Linked DNA regions of Mus musculus: region 2 is linked to region 1. A link is a contact called in public promoter capture Hi-C data. All regions are on one chromosome and are shown on one strand. The core of a region is the stretch at or near the end of the contact, and the rest is flanking DNA. Distances in the headings are between cores, read along the strand shown. Region 1 holds the start of Adam3 (a disintegrin and metallopeptidase domain 3 (cyritestin)). Region 2 holds the start of 5430421F17Rik (RIKEN cDNA 5430421F17 gene).

What was found. Promoter capture Hi-C pulls out the DNA fragments that hold promoters and counts their contacts.
Region 2: a contact with region 1 is called in a promoter capture Hi-C map of the C10 cell line, with 4 times the contacts expected there. The contact joins the promoter of 5430421F17Rik here to the promoter of Adam3 in region 1. A contact is called at or near these places in 2 of 39 promoter capture datasets (the C10 cell line and pre-B cells).

Annotation. Positions count from the first base shown.
Region 1 is chr8:24,723,863-24,728,821 of GRCm38.p6, forward strand. It overlaps Adam3 (a disintegrin and metallopeptidase domain 3 (cyritestin)), which reads right to left and starts at 1,990. Exons shown (of 22, transcript NM_009619.5): 1 at 1,837-1,990; 2 at 1,417-1,499. The coding sequence starts at 1,894. It also overlaps a transcript of Adam5 not described here.
Region 2 is chr8:25,304,091-25,309,049 of GRCm38.p6, forward strand. 5430421F17Rik (RIKEN cDNA 5430421F17 gene) reads right to left here and starts at 2,180. Exons shown (of 3, transcript NR_040352.1): 1 at 2,065-2,180; 2 at 1,536-1,630; 3 at 1-643.

The DNA.
Region 1 (4,959 bases), core at 740-3,239:
CTCACTGCTACTGTCGTTACTGAACCTAAAGGGGGAAGCAATCAAATACAAATGTCTTCCGCTACCAAACAACACCGGGGTCATAGACACTGAAAGGGCATATGAAATATATCCATATTAGAAATAGTAGCAGTCATTATTTGCAAGATCGAAACATACAATTAACTATACTGGGCATGTTTTACTCCTGTAAATCAAAGGATAAACAACTGGAAAGCAAATTTCATGATGCCAGTTTCTATAGCCCGAGAAAATGAAGCAGCATGCAGATACGTTGTGATGAAACCTACAGGACAGGTGTGAATCAGGCACGTGCATGTCACAAACTGGTGAGAATAAAGAATACAGATAAAATGTGTTTAAAGAAAATCAACCTAAGAACATGGAGGACATTGGGGGGGGGGCCTGCAAGGAAGCTACAAAAGGAAAGGAGTGGGGTATGATCAAGATATGTCATATACATGTAAGAAAAATTTCAAAGACTAAACAGAAACATCACTTAAAATGCCACGTCCATGGTTTGGGGTGTGAAATATTATTTCCTTGTGGATTGAATATTATCTATTGTCAAATCCCAAGAGGCTAGTTTTAAAACTATGCAGGCTATCGTCCATGTTATATATTGAATTAAAACGTCTAAGAATACAAAAGCAGGGAGACTGTAAGCAGATGATTTAGGGCAGCATGAGACGATGATTGATGTCAGTGTGCTGACTTTTGTAGGAAACACTTGTCTGACTTGGGAAGAACTAAAAACATTCCGAACCACTTTGCGGACATCCTATGGAAATGGCTCTGAGAAAACTTGAGGCTCTCTGCTGGTCAGAAGTTTTATACACCTATGAGGTAACACTGTAGAAGAAGAAAGACAATATTGCCATATCGAGTCATTAAAAAAAATGTATGTGACTAAAAGTTCAGTTGGTTAAAATGAGTATCTCAGAACGTATGCAGATGGACACTTACTTTAATACGCATCTCTTTTTGGTCTTTAGAATGATTTTTATAATTTATGCTTTACTGTTCTGCTTTCCGAAGGATTTAAAACGCGTGCATTTATGGGCTTGGAGGGATTTATGGTACCAGTTTAAAAAATCATGATGCACCATAAATTTTAGTATAGTCTCGCCTATAAGAATATATAACTAGTGGCCGTGTAAGCTATGCATGGCAGTGTGGAGACCAGAAGCTAAAGCATTTGAGTCTTACATAAAACAGTTGGGCAATGTTCACACTCCTCTTGGGAAGTCCAAGAAAACCGAGACCTTTGCCCTGCCTCAGATCAACAATCTTTATCACACTAAATTAGGCATAAACAGAATTTCAAAATGGCTATGTAGGAATTCTTTGATGTGGACCAGAAGTAGAGTACAAATAAACACCCGTCATTTTCCAAATATCCGGTTTCTTAATTACTTGTGTCTCTGCCTCCTTGGCATCCTGGATGTTGGTGTCGATTTTCTCTGGTACTGTGATCTGCAGAAGTGGTGTTTCTACGTCTGCAGAGAGAGCGACAGTGAGTGCACCTGTCTTGGCTATGGTCCTCTAGCCAAGCAGAGAACACGTGGGACATACGGGCCTCTAGCTTTCTTCCTCCCTCCCCGTCTCCTCCCACTTTACAGATGTTCTCAGCAAAGGAGGGTCAACGATCTTTGGGCTGAATTCTCCCACTAGCAGGGAGAGATGGGCCGCTGAACCCCTGGACCCTGGAGCTGGGTGGGGCTCTGATGCACCTTCACTAGCCTGTTCTGAACTTCCAGGAGTAAAGACTGTGGAGCCAGCATGGCAGATGGCCTGTTGACAGGTGGTCCCCTGCCCAGCAGCGACTTTGCTTACCTTTGCCTGCAGCGATCACTTGGCCTAGGTATGAGAGGACTAGGAATAAGGGCAGCATGGTGTGGCTGCTGACTTTGCCACGGTGGTGTCAGTTGATGCAACGGCAGCAGCTCGTGGCCCCTGCGCCTGAGCTCTTCGGGAGCAGGAGAGACAGAACAGGAAGTACGAACAGGAAGGCCCACGGTGAGGGTGCCACAGCAGCTCTGTGACCAGAGCCCAGATGACTCAACCTTTTCCCTGCAGACGTCAGAGGATGCCTGAAGCTGCCCCACATGAACGCTGGACTCTGAAAGAGCTGCCAGCTCATGAGCCCTGTCACCAGCTACCTAGTCCCAGTTCTTTCTGCGCATGCTACGGCCTGTATGCCTTTACACACAATATTTACATGTAAAATAAAATGAATACCGTTCCCATTTTGTAAAAGAAAACAGAAACTAGACAATAAAAATTTTTAATTTTTCATGAGTGCTTCCTAAACATTGTAATGTTTTTGTCAAGAAATAGCTGTTGTAGCTAATGATGAACAACAATAAAAATTAAACCTCTCTTGTTTACTGAAGAATTTGCCCTGGTTTGTGTTGTGTCATATATTTATTTTAGTATTTCAATATTTCATAAGGCCAGATGTTTTTCATATACTGAAAAAAAATGACCTAATAACTGACAGCAAATTATAACGGCTTTCAATTGTGTGGCCACTTTTAGTGCATAACTTCCTAACTGGAGCCTTAAGACATTCTTAAAATTTTACATAGGTCACAAAAGTTATGGTAAGTGTTAGTCGTGATTTTATTATATTTCATGGAGGTTAGTATGTAGCCAAAATCAGAAACATGTGCTTATTGAGTAACATTATTATTGCTTTCACCTGATTAATGTAGATTATTCAAATAATTCAAATTTAACTCCACCTTTGAACTTCTGAAGGCCAACAAGCAATAGGCCTGGGTATCAAACATTATGGATACTGTATTTGTTTCTGAATGAGGTACAAACAGGAAGGCAGATGTAAGAGTTGTCATACATAGAAACTATAAATGAATCAATAGTAAGATGTACAAATTTCTGTGTGATTGTATTAAGATGCCCCCCACCCCCACATAGCTCAACAGAAAGGATGTTGTATTTATGGTGAAGAATAACTGGATTACTGAATGACTTCTTCCAAGGGTTTGACTAGGGCTACACAGGAATCTCAAGAAAAAATCTGTTACAATCTTGACAAGAGATCAGTCAAGAAGACTGGTCCATTTAGGAGAACTCCACATAAATCAGGCTACAGATGCCAACTCACGAGGAGAAAAGAAAATACTGAAAAATTCTTTTTATCTTTGAAAATAAAAGCTTCTGCAGAAAAAAAAAATCTCCCATTTATCCTCCTAAATCCCCTTCTTAATAAAACTTTTTATATTTATTAAATATGCACTCAAGTTTATGGCAGACTAAAGATAAATTCCATCCCTTTGTAGTCAAACAGGTGTAATCGATTTTATAGGTAGTCACCATATTTATTAAAGGACAAGCCAAATTCCATGTTCCTTAGAGATAGCCACAACGGTGTCCTGGAACCCAGGTATCAAGAGCACCTCGCTGAGAAGACAGGGCTGAGAGAACCTGGTGATGCTTTCCCGAATGGCCTTTCCCAGTGTCCTCCAACCCTTAGTGTTTCTTCAGAGCAAAGACGTACAGAATCCTTTCTGGGTTTGGTGTGATTGGTGGGTCCGTAGATGAGCTAAGGAGGGGATAAAACAAAGGCGTGCGGGATTTAAGCCGTGGCAGTCATTAAATGCAGTGGGCTCTCTAGAACATGAAGGAGCTCTTTTAAAAAAGCAACTCGGAGGGTTTGGATGAGACAGGGTAACAGAAAGACATTTTAAAAAGTGGTACGTATAACCATAGTGCAAACATAGCTAAGCAAGAATATGGCAAAATGTTCACTATGTATCAAAAATTAATTATGGCCCAATACAGTTGAATGCCACAGTAACCTCTTGCTGTATACTGTGTTTCCCATATCTTAATCTATTAAATGATGTATTTCAATTTACTATATCCTACTGTCACTCTGCTTACCCTCTCCTGAATTTCTTTCTTTCTTTCTTTCTTTCTTTCTTTCTTTCTTTCTTTCTTTCTTTCTTTCTTTCTTTTTTTCTTTCTTTCTTTCCTTCTTTCTTTCTCTCTTTCTTTCTTTCTTTCTTTCTTTCTTTCTTTCTTCTTTCTTTTTTTTTTATAACCACTTTGGAGGGAATTGTGAAGTCCAGGTTGATTTCTCATAATATTTAAAATATCTACAGATTTTCAGGAAGTTTCTACAAGAACATGGGGCTGTCGAGATGGCTCTGCAGTTAAGACCACTTACTGCTCTTCCGATGGACCTGAGTTTTTCTTCCCAGCACCCACATCACAGCCCACAACAACCTGTAACTCCAGTTCCAGAGGATCCGATGCCTTCTTTCAACCTCTGGGGGTTCTTGCATGTTCTTCCCCATATTAACTCGTACAGGTGCACACATGCACATAAAAATTATAAGTACAAGTTTTAAGGCTTTTCTAGAAGAACCCAAGCGCCCTTCTTTTGCTTCATTTCTTCTTATGATAAAACATATATGCACAGCCGATGTGTTTGTGTGTGTTTATGTGTGTGTGTGTGAAATGATTTTATGCAATAGAATCATGTCTATGTATGTGTATATGTATATACATATTTTCATAGAACTATAATCACATCAAGAAAAGTATACAATGAAAATAATGAAAATAAAGCTTTTTGATAATTCACTTTAAAGACACATCCACACTTAAACCTCCGTAAGCTTATCACCTAATCGCTTCCCCATATCTAGATTGTTTAACAAGCTAGAAAGCTCATCGACACAATCATCCAGGAAGTCAGGTTCTGATTTGGGAATGACCTGTTAGGCAGGCACTCCTTTAATTCTATTACTGTTTTCATCTTCTGGTTCTCTTTTATTAAAATGTAGTATTGTGAGAAACAGTTTTCCCAGTTTGAGTAATCATTTATCTGTTGCAAAACATTTTGGGTCATTTCCAGATTTAGACTGGTAAGTGCTTGAGTATTAGAAATGCATATGTGTATGAAAATGGTCCCTTAAACTCATAGTG
Region 2 (4,959 bases), core at 930-3,429, 580 kb after region 1:
TCTGCTCTGTTGTTTCCCTAACTGACCTGTGTCTTCACCTAGAGTCATTGGCTTTCTTCAGCGTGGGTGTGCAAACATTAACATTGAAACTCTCACCTGCCAATGGGTTTTACAGACACAATCATGGTAATAGCTAGGCTTTGTGGAAGGACAAACAGGATTTTCCAATTTTCTTTCACTCCCCCAATTGGATAACCAGAAACAAGCCTGTAGGCAGAACTCAGGCCAGAGTTATTTCCATGCCCAGAGTCCTGTCTCTGTCTGTGCAACTAGGCAGGGAGGCCAGGCTCTAGGATGAGAGAAGAAGCATACATTGTAGAGGCAGGATGCTGGCCCATTTCTTATCCAGGCCCTCGGAAAGTAGGAGGGAGACCAAAGCTGGAGGGACACATTGGTCTGCCCTGGGCTTCCCTAGTGTGAAGGTATAGCAGATAAATTAACCACAATGCATGTCCTTTCTCCTTCTTTCTTGGTTGGTATTCTGCATGGAAACAGGCTCACCACACCCATCTGAGAGTGGCCACATCTGAACACACTGAAGAGCACAGAGTGACTCGGCAATGGAAGGACTCGGGGTTTCGCTTTCCCAGGCTTCCCTCAGTTCCTGTGTGGTATGGAAAGAACCCCAGTTTCCTCTGGGCTCCTGCAGGGGTGGGGCACAGAGTCTGGTTGAGTCTGGCTGCAGAATTTACCAGAGAGGAAGTCTGTGGTGGCATCAGGATGGCACTGGGGCCAAGGGCTACCAGACACATTGCTAGGGTCCTGACCTCCATAGCGTTACAGCATCCCAGCCAAACCCAGCAGCCCACTGAACCAGGGCTGGGATTTGGTTAAGGAGGAGAGGAATTAGGGAAAAAAGGAACCTGGGCTCTGACTCAGAACCACAAGCGATCCAACAATAGGCTTTAGAACAGACCCTGGCTGAATGCCAACGGCCAGGACATACAGTCACTGGTCCAGGGAGAGCTGACCAGCCACATTCCATCAGACATAGAGGGTAATCAGGAAATACCGTATGGAAGCAAGCTTGCTCCTCTCTGTTATATGCCCAGGGGCCACCCCGATGAAGAAAGGGAGACATGGACATCTAAAAGACCAGCATTTCTCCAAAAGAGATAAAATTATCCAAAGAAATCTGTTCCGGAACATGAGATGGAAACGAGACTAGAAAACTAAGTTTGTCTTCCACGACACAGTGGCGTGGGGTCTCAGAGGACAAATCAGACTGTCTCTGAGAATCCTCCTATACTGAGGTGTCTGCTTTGGCAACTCCAGGCCATCACCTAACCTCCTTTTCAAGTACAAGACAGGGCTCATTTGAACCACAAGCCGGCAGATTTAAGTTACTATCTCTGTTTGTCACACTCAGGAGTCAACCCTGAGCTATATGATTCAAAGGCACCTGGGTAGCAAGCCCACCACAGGAGACAAAGCTTCCTATCCTAGCCCCAAGCTCCAGCTGGCTGCATCTCTCCAACTCCACAGGAGATGCTCTGACACACTCGAGCGGAGGGGGTTATGAGTCAGAAGCACACCTTCTGCTTCCTGTGCTCAGCAGCCCAGATCATTTCTTCCAGCCTTTATGCAGGAGAATCCCACGACTGGAATCCGGTCTCTGGCAAGGTCATACCTAGGGGTGGGGAGATTCCAGTCATTATGCCAAAAGTGCTTAGGAATTGATAGGACAGTGATCAAACAAAGTCTGTCTATCTGACTCTCTCCCTCTCTCCCTCTCTCCCTCTCTCCCTCTCTCCCTCTCTCCCTCTCTCCCTCTCTCCCTCTCTCCCTCTCTCCCTCGCTCCCTCTCCCTCTCCCTCTCCCTTTCCCTTTCCTTCTCCCTTTCTCAAGTATCACCTAAAACTGAATCCACTGGATCCTTTATTCGCTGTAGTTGTTATTCATCTACAGGGGAAAAAAAAAAAAAAACCAAACCCAAAAACAAAACTCCAAACATTAGCAAGAGAAAGAGGTTGGCAACGGCACCCGGCACCCGGCACCCGGCACCCGGCACCCGGCACCCGGCACCCGGCACCCGGCACCCGGCACCAGCAGAGTATTCCTTACCTGACTCTAACATTATCCCAGGCTTCTTTGCCTCTCCCCTATGTGCTGAGTGTGTAAACAGCACAAGCCATACAAGGAATGTTTGTTATGCTGTGGAAACACACACTCTCTCCCTCCGCCCCTTTTCACCCCAGGACCGGATATACACGTTCCAGAAGAGGAATATACATCCCCAGAGTCTGAAATCAAATCTGGAATTCATATCCTCTCTAAATGTACTTTATTAAAAGCAGAGATCAAGAAAAGGTTTTAGAATTATTATATTGGAGAGGTTGATTGTATAGAAAGAACTTGGAATTGAGGACAATTTTAGACATGGTTTGCAAGCTGCTCACTGTGGATTAGTGGGAAACAGGGCACTTTGGCATCTATCCTTTCTCAAAGACTTTAAAATTGGTCCCCAAACTGTATCACTAAACTGGTAAAGAAGACTGCGGTAGGGCTCACTCATCTGTAATTAACACAGCCAAGTGAATTGAACATTTGCGCGCACACATACACATAGTAGGTCAAAAAATCCCAGGAATTAAACTGTCGGTTTGAGGTTAATCTTGTAAAGTCAGTGTGCTAACAGGAATGATGGTGAGTGCAGACTCTACCTGCCATTGAAGAGTCGGTGCGGATGTGCATCTATCTGTGTGTTTGCCTGGGTGTGTGCTGAAAGCTGAGGCAGAGAACAGGAGCCTGTTGAAACTGTAGGCAGGAGGAGGCAGGCAAGGCCTCTACAATTACCCCAGAATGAGCTTGCAGCCTGTACTATTAGGGAGGTCCCTGGCTGAGGAAGCCGTGAGCTTTCTCTCCCCTTCCCAAAGGCCCAGATGATTTTGTATCAGTAACTGTTTCTGAATGCTCTTTTCCCTCGGTTTGGCATTGCGTCACTCTAAATACCATTGTAGCTCACGGTATCTCTCTGATGAAAACAGTCGATTCGCGGGGTCAGCTAACTCAACAGTGGGAGCAATGTGATTATGGGATTCACATTTTGGTAATAAAAGAAGAGCTGAACCCTTTAACCTCCCGAGGAAGGCAGAGACCGCCTGTGACCCAAAAGAAGCCTCTAGACACCGAGAGCTCCCAGAAGGATGGAGAGGGAGTCAATATTTCTGAGCTAATGTACAAGGGAGCTGCTGTGCTGTTTACTGCAAGGCTCGAAGGACAAGGCCTGGAATGCAAATCACAATCCTTGTGGGATTTTGCTGGCTGACAGCCACCATGGAGTCTAGGCTCGTCTTCTCTTTCCTTGGCGAGCAGAGCTTCTCCTGTTGCTGTATCTAAAAGGGTCCCTTTTCCAGACCACATGGAAGAAACTGTGAACCTTTAGGTAGCTGAGGCCCCCTGGACTTTTCACGTTGGCCATTTTCCTAAAACTTTTGGGTTATTTACTTAATTAAAGTGACCATAAGAGGGAATCTGAAAGTAGCTCCCAGTGGCTTTCAGGAGAATCAGCAATGGCGCCGGGTTCCTTCCGGGAATCCTCCCTGCCTTGCTTTCCTTTCTGCCCTGGAGGCTGAGACACATGGAGCTGTGGGCAGCACCGTGTTCCGGCGTTCTCTGCAGGAGGCGTGGCCTCTCAGGTTCCGAGCTTCCTGCTTGGGCTGCAATAAATGTTGTATCCATCTCATAAACACTTACGTGGCCTGTGTTCATCCCACCAGAAGACATTATGTGGAGTAGAGGGGAAAGACGTGTTTTGCTGGGAGCAGTTGAGACCCTGCAGATGACTGTGTTCAGGGCGTGGCCAAGAAGAAGCAGTGTGGCCCAAAGAGCCCTGGGTACCAGATTTGACTTCGATGGCCACAGCCCATAGATAACTGACTGCGGAGACATCTCTGTGAAGGCTCCAGCCAGTTCCAGGATGATGCCTTCCAGATTCGCAGGCTCCTCTGCCGAACTCCTGGGGAAATGTCTGCCCTTCTGCCTGGGGCTGCATTTCACATTATTTCTTCAGCTGTGGTTCTGATTCTTCTCTGCTCTTGGGCTCAGTTGGATCTTCCTGTTTGTCTCTAAGAGCCAAAAACATTCCCCAAGTGTGTTGCAACCAGCAGGTTCTGAGGGACTAGAAAGGACTATACTGATATGTGGAATCTAGATTTAAAAGACACATGAAGGCGGGAAAGAAACTATTTGGGAGGAAGGGGGATGGGGGTGGGGGTGAGGGTGGGGATAGGAGGTTAATTAACAATCTAAGTGTGTGACATGCTTTGTGAAGATGTGACGGAACCCATTATTTTTCTTTAAAGTTTTTTTTTAAAGCCAATGTTTGAGAATAAAGAATGCCAATAGTAAAAATAAAGCTCAGAAAGGAAATGGGGGAGGGGCTCTTGGCGATGGGATAAGAGCAGCCTCCTTGTCCAGGACAGAGGGGACCACAGGTTCAACAGCTTTTCCTAGAGGCCTCCTCTGCTGTCCACACACTAAACATGAAATTGCAAGCAGCCACTTTCCACTTGGATCTTTTTGTTGTTCTTTTGCTTGTTTGTTTGTTTGTTTGTTTGTTTGTTTTGAGACAGGGTTTCTCCAGATAGTGTAGGCTATCCTGGGACTCTCTTTGAAGACCAGGCTGGCCTCCGACTCTCGGAGATCTGCCTGCCTCCTGAGTGCTTTAGGTTAAAGGCATGTGTCATCACACCCAGCTTCCACTTGGGTGTTTTTAATGTTCTTTTTGTAAAGATAATTTACACAGAGGAAAATGTACAAATCTTAGACATACAGTTCAAGGAATTTTCACAAACGTATACTCATTTCCTCACTGCCCAAACAGTGAGGACCCCTTCCCAAGGCCCCAGAAACCCCTTGCCTATTTGTTGTCCAGTATTTAAAGAATTCTATGAGCTCTCTCTCAATAAGGACAAAGGGCTTTCCTCTAACTTGCAACTTCTTTTGTATAAGTTTTAA